Linked DNA regions of Mus musculus: region 1 is linked to region 2. Evidence: chromatin contacts called from public Hi-C data. All regions are on one chromosome and are shown on one strand. Each heading gives the region's core, a stretch centred on a gene start, on an enhancer-like site or on the middle of the called end of the contact. The rest is flanking DNA. Distances are from core to core; before and after follow the strand shown.

What was found. A called contact is a pair of places that touch in the nucleus more often than the background predicts.
Region 1: a contact with region 2 is called in a Hi-C map of uterus, with 3 times the contacts expected there. The contact joins two enhancer-like sites. A contact is called at or near these places in 1 of 15 datasets of contacts at CTCF or cohesin (CD8 T cells), 44 of 484 Hi-C or Micro-C datasets (3T3-L1-derived adipocytes, the AML12 cell line, B cells and 27 more), 12 of 115 datasets of contacts at active chromatin or transcription factors (CD8 T cells, bone marrow-derived macrophages, embryonic stem cells and 5 more) and 2 of 9 other capture datasets (adipose tissue and liver).

What each region holds. Positions count from the first base shown.
Region 1 is chr3:123,306,887-123,309,843 of GRCm38.p6, forward strand. All of the region lies in intron 8 of Sec24d (Sec24 related gene family, member D (S. cerevisiae)), which reads left to right. Among named protein-coding and RNA genes, the nearest start is that of Sec24d, 41 kb to the left of the region's middle. Within about 2 kb of position 1,520, at least 7 of the 459 cell types and tissues checked have an H3K27ac peak or open chromatin away from gene starts, as enhancers often do. A contact at or near this core is called in uterus, where this site is marked.
Region 2 is chr3:123,172,372-123,175,364 of GRCm38.p6, forward strand. The region is part of intron 1 of Synpo2 (synaptopodin 2); the gene reads right to left. Among named protein-coding and RNA genes, the nearest start is that of Synpo2, 62 kb to the right of the region's middle. Within about 2 kb of position 1,615, at least 66 of the 459 cell types and tissues checked have an H3K27ac peak or open chromatin away from gene starts, as enhancers often do. A contact at or near this core is called in uterus, where this site is marked.

The DNA.
Region 1 (2,957 bases), core at 270-2,769, 130 kb after region 2:
AAGAAGAAAGATGGCGCCTGTGACTCCCGTGGCTCCATGCAGTGCTACACAAGCCTTTAAAACTTCATTAAAAAGTATTTCATATTCATGAGTTTTTGGTCTGTGTACAAGTATTCAAGGAGGTCAGAAGAGGTTGTTTTTATCCCCTGTGATAAAATTCAGATGGTTGTGTGTTGCTATGTGTGTGGGGAATAGAACCCTGGTCCTCTGCAAGAGCAGTCAGTGCTCTTAACCACCGAGCCATCTCTCCAGCTCCATCAACTTAAGGAGGATAACATAGGCCTGTGTGTACTGACGAGGAGATCCTGCTGTGTACAACAGAGGGAGCTTCATTAAAGTCTGTCGTAGCTATTCCCAACAACCCATGGAAGGGAGGAAAGAAGAGAAAAGTGTGATAGTTTCATGTCATCATGTAAATGCTCCTAATGGTGGTTGTCTGTCACATGTCTATCTTTATTTATTTATTTATTTATTTATTTATTTATTTTGGAAGTGTCTTAAGGTGAATTGTCAATGTCCAATATGCTTCACTCATCACACATTATTAACTAATGTCCACGATCTGCTTACTGAGACAGAGTTAGTTTATGAACGTACATCCTTTTGTGGTCTGCTGATCAAACCCAAGATCTCATGCTCTTTAAGAAGTGGATGTCTTCGCATGGGGGTCAGCGAGTAGAATGTGGTGGTTTGAACACAAATGCCCTCCGTTGGATGATGCGTAAGAGTGCTTGGTCCCCACTTGATGTACTGTTTGGAAAGGATTAGGTAATGTGGCCTTGTTGGAGGAGATGCAGCCTTCGGAGTAGATGTGTCACTGGGAGTGGCCTTTAAGGTTTCACAAGCTTACACCAGGCCCAGTGTGTCTCTGTCTCTGTCTCTCTCTGTCTTTCTGTCTCTCTGTCTCTCTGTCTCTCTCTGTCTCTGTCTCTCTCTCTCTCTCTCTGTCTCTGTCTGTCTGTCTGTCTGTCTGTCTGTCTCTCTCTCTCTCTCTCTCTTGCCTGCTGCCTGAAGATCAAGATGTAAACTCTCAGCTACAGCTACAGCTATAGAGACATGCATGTCTACTCCCTACTATGATGATAATATAACTAACCTTCTGACATTGTAAGCGAGCCCCCAATTAAATGATTTCCTTTAAAAACAAAAACAAAAACAAAATGAAAAGAAATGCATGAGTTAAAGCCAGCGTTAATTACATTTCAGCAAATCCGTATACCTGTGTAACCTCAGTGCCTACCAAAATGTAACCTATCATGGTTCCTCTAGAGAAAGAAGCCCCTCACGGCCACTCAGCCGTTCCCACCCGTCACACCACCTCCCTTCTTAGGTATCCACGGTTCCGACGTTTTCTATGGCAGACTTGAATTTCTCACCCAGTGCCTTCTATGGCTAAGGTTACAGAGGATAGAAATGCTGTGAAAGCGTTTTCTCTCGCGCGACACAGTGAGGTTCACGGATCAGCAGCCTTTCTTTTTGTTTCTGAGAAGTGTTTTGTTGTACAGATATGGCAGTCTGCTTACGCAGGATTTTATTGGTAGACATCTGGGCTTTCTCTACCTCATTAATAAAAGTGCTGTGAATATGTTGTACAACTCTCTCCGTGAACAGACGCTCATTTTTCTTAAGCTAACATCCACGAATACACCTCAGCCTCCCGAGGTGATACTCAGTGGATTTAAAAGAAGCTCACTGACCGATCCTTTTGCTCACCTTGCATTAACATTGCCAGGGGCTGCCCGAGGGTCAGTGATGTCTTTGTTTTAATGCTAGCAATCAGGATGAGTATGTGGTAGACTCTATGAGGTAGTCTTTATTTCAAGGTTTTTGATTTGAGCAAAATTTAATTTAATTTTAAAATTGTACACTGACTATTATGCTGCTCATATACACGTCATTAATAATTATTAATATTTGTTATATTGTGATTTTAAGGGAATGAACACATCCTAGGTATATGTAATTTCCACTTTCCTGAAACCCATTCGTTGCTCCTCCTCTTTTCTCTAGGGACAAACATGGGTACACTTGATGTTTGTCCTCACCTTAGGACACTATGCAGCATTATTCTTCACGTAGCTGAGATGATGACATTTGAATTATAAAGTGTGAATGAGTGGTCACAGGGAAGGAGCCTCTTCGCTTCCCTTGCTGCCGTCCCACCACCGCTTTTCAGACAGCTCTTACCTATTTTATTTTTTTGAGATTCCTTTTACACATACAATATACATACTTCTAAAATATACATATAAGTATGTGAATTCACCCCTTGACTAAGTCAGTATGTAAATTACTATATTAGTGCTGGCACAGCTGTGCCCTGCTCTCAGCATTTCAGTTTTTTTCATTAGTGTGTTGTGCCCTGGTCCCATGCTGCTGTTTGCAGAGCTGCCTCACCCTTCACAGCAGGGAGGCGCACAGGTAGGAAGAGAAACATTGTTACCACCGTTAAGGCTTAGGAAGAGAAACATCCTAGCCGCTGTGTGTGCCAGTTTGAGACTAGGGCTGATTCTAAAACCCGCTGAACTTTTGCAGCTCGAGTCCTGCTGTTGAGCAGCTGTGGTCTCATAAATGAGCCCGGAAGAAGTGAATTATCTCCTCCTTGGGGTGGGGAGATGAAGATGGACTTTTCCTGCCTTGCCTTTGATACCTATAACTTTCATAATCAAGAGAAGATGAGTTTATATCTTAAAAGCTACCCTAAGAATATGCAAAATAAGAAGTTCTGTCGTGTTTCCTGGACATGGGATTTCGGCCCCTGACAGTGTCCTTGTTGGGTATCCTGTGCCCACTGCAGTGAATTTGCCTGATTTTTAACAAGGCATGAGTAAAACTACTCTTAGTCTCCTCCCGAGATAGCTAACTTGGATCAAACTGATTTAAGTCTGAATATGTGCTTTTTGTGTTTTAAGTCACTAGTTTTAATAGAACGCTATCCACCCTCAAGGCTTTTGTGC
Region 2 (2,993 bases), core at 365-2,864:
GAACTGTTATGTGGAAGAGAGTCTCCAGGATCCTCCTGGGGACCCATGATGTGCATGTGCGCATGTGTGCAGTCCTAAGGCAGCTTTTAGGAGTGTTTTCTCACCTTCCACTTTACTGAGGCACAGTCTGTCTTGATTTTGCTACTGCACTGTGGACTCCAAGCTGGCTGACCTACGAGCTTCTGATGGATTCTCTCATCACTGCCTCTCATTCCACCGTAGAGGTGCTGCGATTACAGATGTGTGCCCCAGCATCCAGTTGTTTTGTTTTGTTTTGCATTTAATGTGAGGTCAGGAGACTGAACTTATATTACTGGGACTACACAGTGAGCTAAATACCTGTCCTTCTTAGTTAACTAGTTAATTAATTGGCTGTTTTATGAAACAGACTTCCTTTTTTTTAAAAAAAATAGGGCAATTTCTTTTCTTTTTAATTGTTTTTAAGATTTATTTATTTTATTTATATGAGTACACTGTAGCTGTCTTCAGACACACCAGAAGAGGGTGTCAGATCCCATTACAGATGGTTGTGAGCTACCATGTGGTTGCTGGGAATTGAACTCAGGACCTCTGGAAGAGCAGTCAGTGCTCTTAACTGCTTAGCCATCTCTCCAGCCCCAGCTGCTCAGACTTCCTTTTTTGTTGTTTGGAATATCTTTTATTTATTCCTTGACAATTCCTTACATGTAAACCATGCATTTTGAGTGCATGAACCCCTCCGTGCTAACCCCTCAGGACACCCCCTTCTTCCTTCTTCCCTGCTCTCAGAAACCCCACAGTTCCTTTCCCCCACTCCCTCTCCAGTTGATACTCGTCCTCTTTTTGTTGTAACAGTCCCTGAGTCCAACTAGTCCTGCCTGTCGTGATGATGACTGGTACAGTTGCCTTGATTTGACTCGGGTAGCCATAACTGCAGTGGCTAAACGGGGTTCTTGTAGCCCGGCTAACTTGAACTCATATAACTGAGGGGGACCTTCATTTCCTCAAGCTTTTCTACCCGGTGGCTGGAATTACCGGTCTGTACCACCACGCCTGGTGTGTATTACTTATTTGTTTGTTCATTTGGGGAAGAGGTTTGTGGGGTTTTTGATGGAGGCTCATGGTGTGTAGCCCAGGCTGGCCTCAAACTTGCGACGCTCCTCCTGCCTCCGCTTCTCTGGGCACGGTAGGAGTGTACCACTATACTCTGCTTTATTTTCTGTATTCTGGTTTTCTTGTGCCCGGGACCTCACTGTGACTGCCTTCCCAAGCTTAGCTAATCCTTGGCCACAGCAAAGTGTAGACCTCAGAGCGCGTGCCTCGCCTAAGCTATGGCAGACTCGGCTAAATTCACGGCAGCCAGCCGCCAATTGAAGTTGCTCCCTCAGGATGTGGTGGGACCTTGCGGATCTGGGTAGGGCCTACCTAGAAGACACAAATGGATGGGGGAGTGCCTCTAGAGGTTACACACTGCTTTTCACTTGCCAGGAAGTGGACGAACTCCTCCACCCCGATCCTCTCCCACTGCCAGAACGTTCAGTTCAACAGCACAAGAACAAGCAACCATAAACCGAGGCCTTAGAAACGGGAACAATGTCACTCTTGCCTTCGCTCAATTGTTGCTGTCAGATATTTAGTCACCGTGACAAGAAAAGAAACAGACACAGAGCCAACCCTGAGCGAGCGTATTGCTTCACTGTCCCCTATCTGGCTCTTAATCTCCAAGAGGCAATATGCCTTTGCTTCCACATCCCTGTGCCTACTGGATAGCCTGGGGCCGCTGGATACCCTGAGGGTCAGAAGTACTCATATGATCCAGTCTGAAACCTACTGGGCAGCAGCTCATCTGCTCTGCCCACTCCTTCCTACTACAAAGCCCCTGCGCATTCCTTCCCCCTCGTCCCTTGACAGGCCTGGGCTTCCTGGTGGGTCCTGTGTGGTCTCGTGTGCCCCTCCTTGAGGAAACCTGAGAAAGGAACCATCTTGCCAGTGGCAGCTGCCTCCTAATCTGTTGACCTCCTCATACCACAGCAAAACAAAACCCCAGATATATTTTAAAGCAAACCTATCCTTTCGCAAGTAGCAAAAGATACTATGCGGCCGTTGATCTTTAAATATACTTGCTTGTTTGCGTGGGTGTTATGCTCTAAACTGGTTTTTGTTTGGTTTCGTTTCTGTTTCCTTTGCGGTGCAGGCTATGACAGTCCGGGGTTTCCCACAGGCTAAGCAAGTCCTTTAGCTTTGAGCTATATACCTCAAGACTTCTTAAGATATTTTATTACAAATTAATGGGCTTATAACCCACTAAAATTCTTTACAAAAGCAGTACTGTTGAGAACGGAATTGTTTCTTCCAAACTTGGTTAAATGTATCTGATGAGTTTCTGGCTTGAAAGAAGTTGCAAAGAAGTGGAAAACCGCTTGATCTCTTTAACAGCTTCAAGCGAACATTTTGTTAGCCTCATCAAGACAGGAATTTTCATTGTAAAATGGGATAAACAAACTTGAGGCCAGAACCAAAGAAGAATATAATGGTGATGAACTCTGGAGGAAGCAGCAGAGTGGTAGGAACAACTCAAAAAACAGATCACAGGTTTTCATCTACTGCAGTAGACTCCGAAGATGCTGCTCTCAATACCTGCAATACCTGCAAGGGAACGGAATTAGATTCCCAGTGTACTTGGAAATTAACAACAGTCTTATCCTTTTATTCATTATTATTTTCTGGAGAATCTTTGGAGCTATTTTCAAATATCCTCTACCCCTTTACCCCCAACACACACAATGAAACCCTAATGCTACAGATAAACTATACAAATTCAGAAACTCACAAACTACCGTAATCGCCAGGGTTTTTTTTTTTTTTTTTTTTTTTTTTTTTTACCTCCAAGAACCAAATTTTCACGGAGATGGGTGAGCGCCACACCCTTATCGCCAATATGTTTATGGGGTTATCAAGGTCAAAGTTCTGAGTACTCGTCAGAGCTGGAGAGCTCAATATCAGAGTCCACAGCA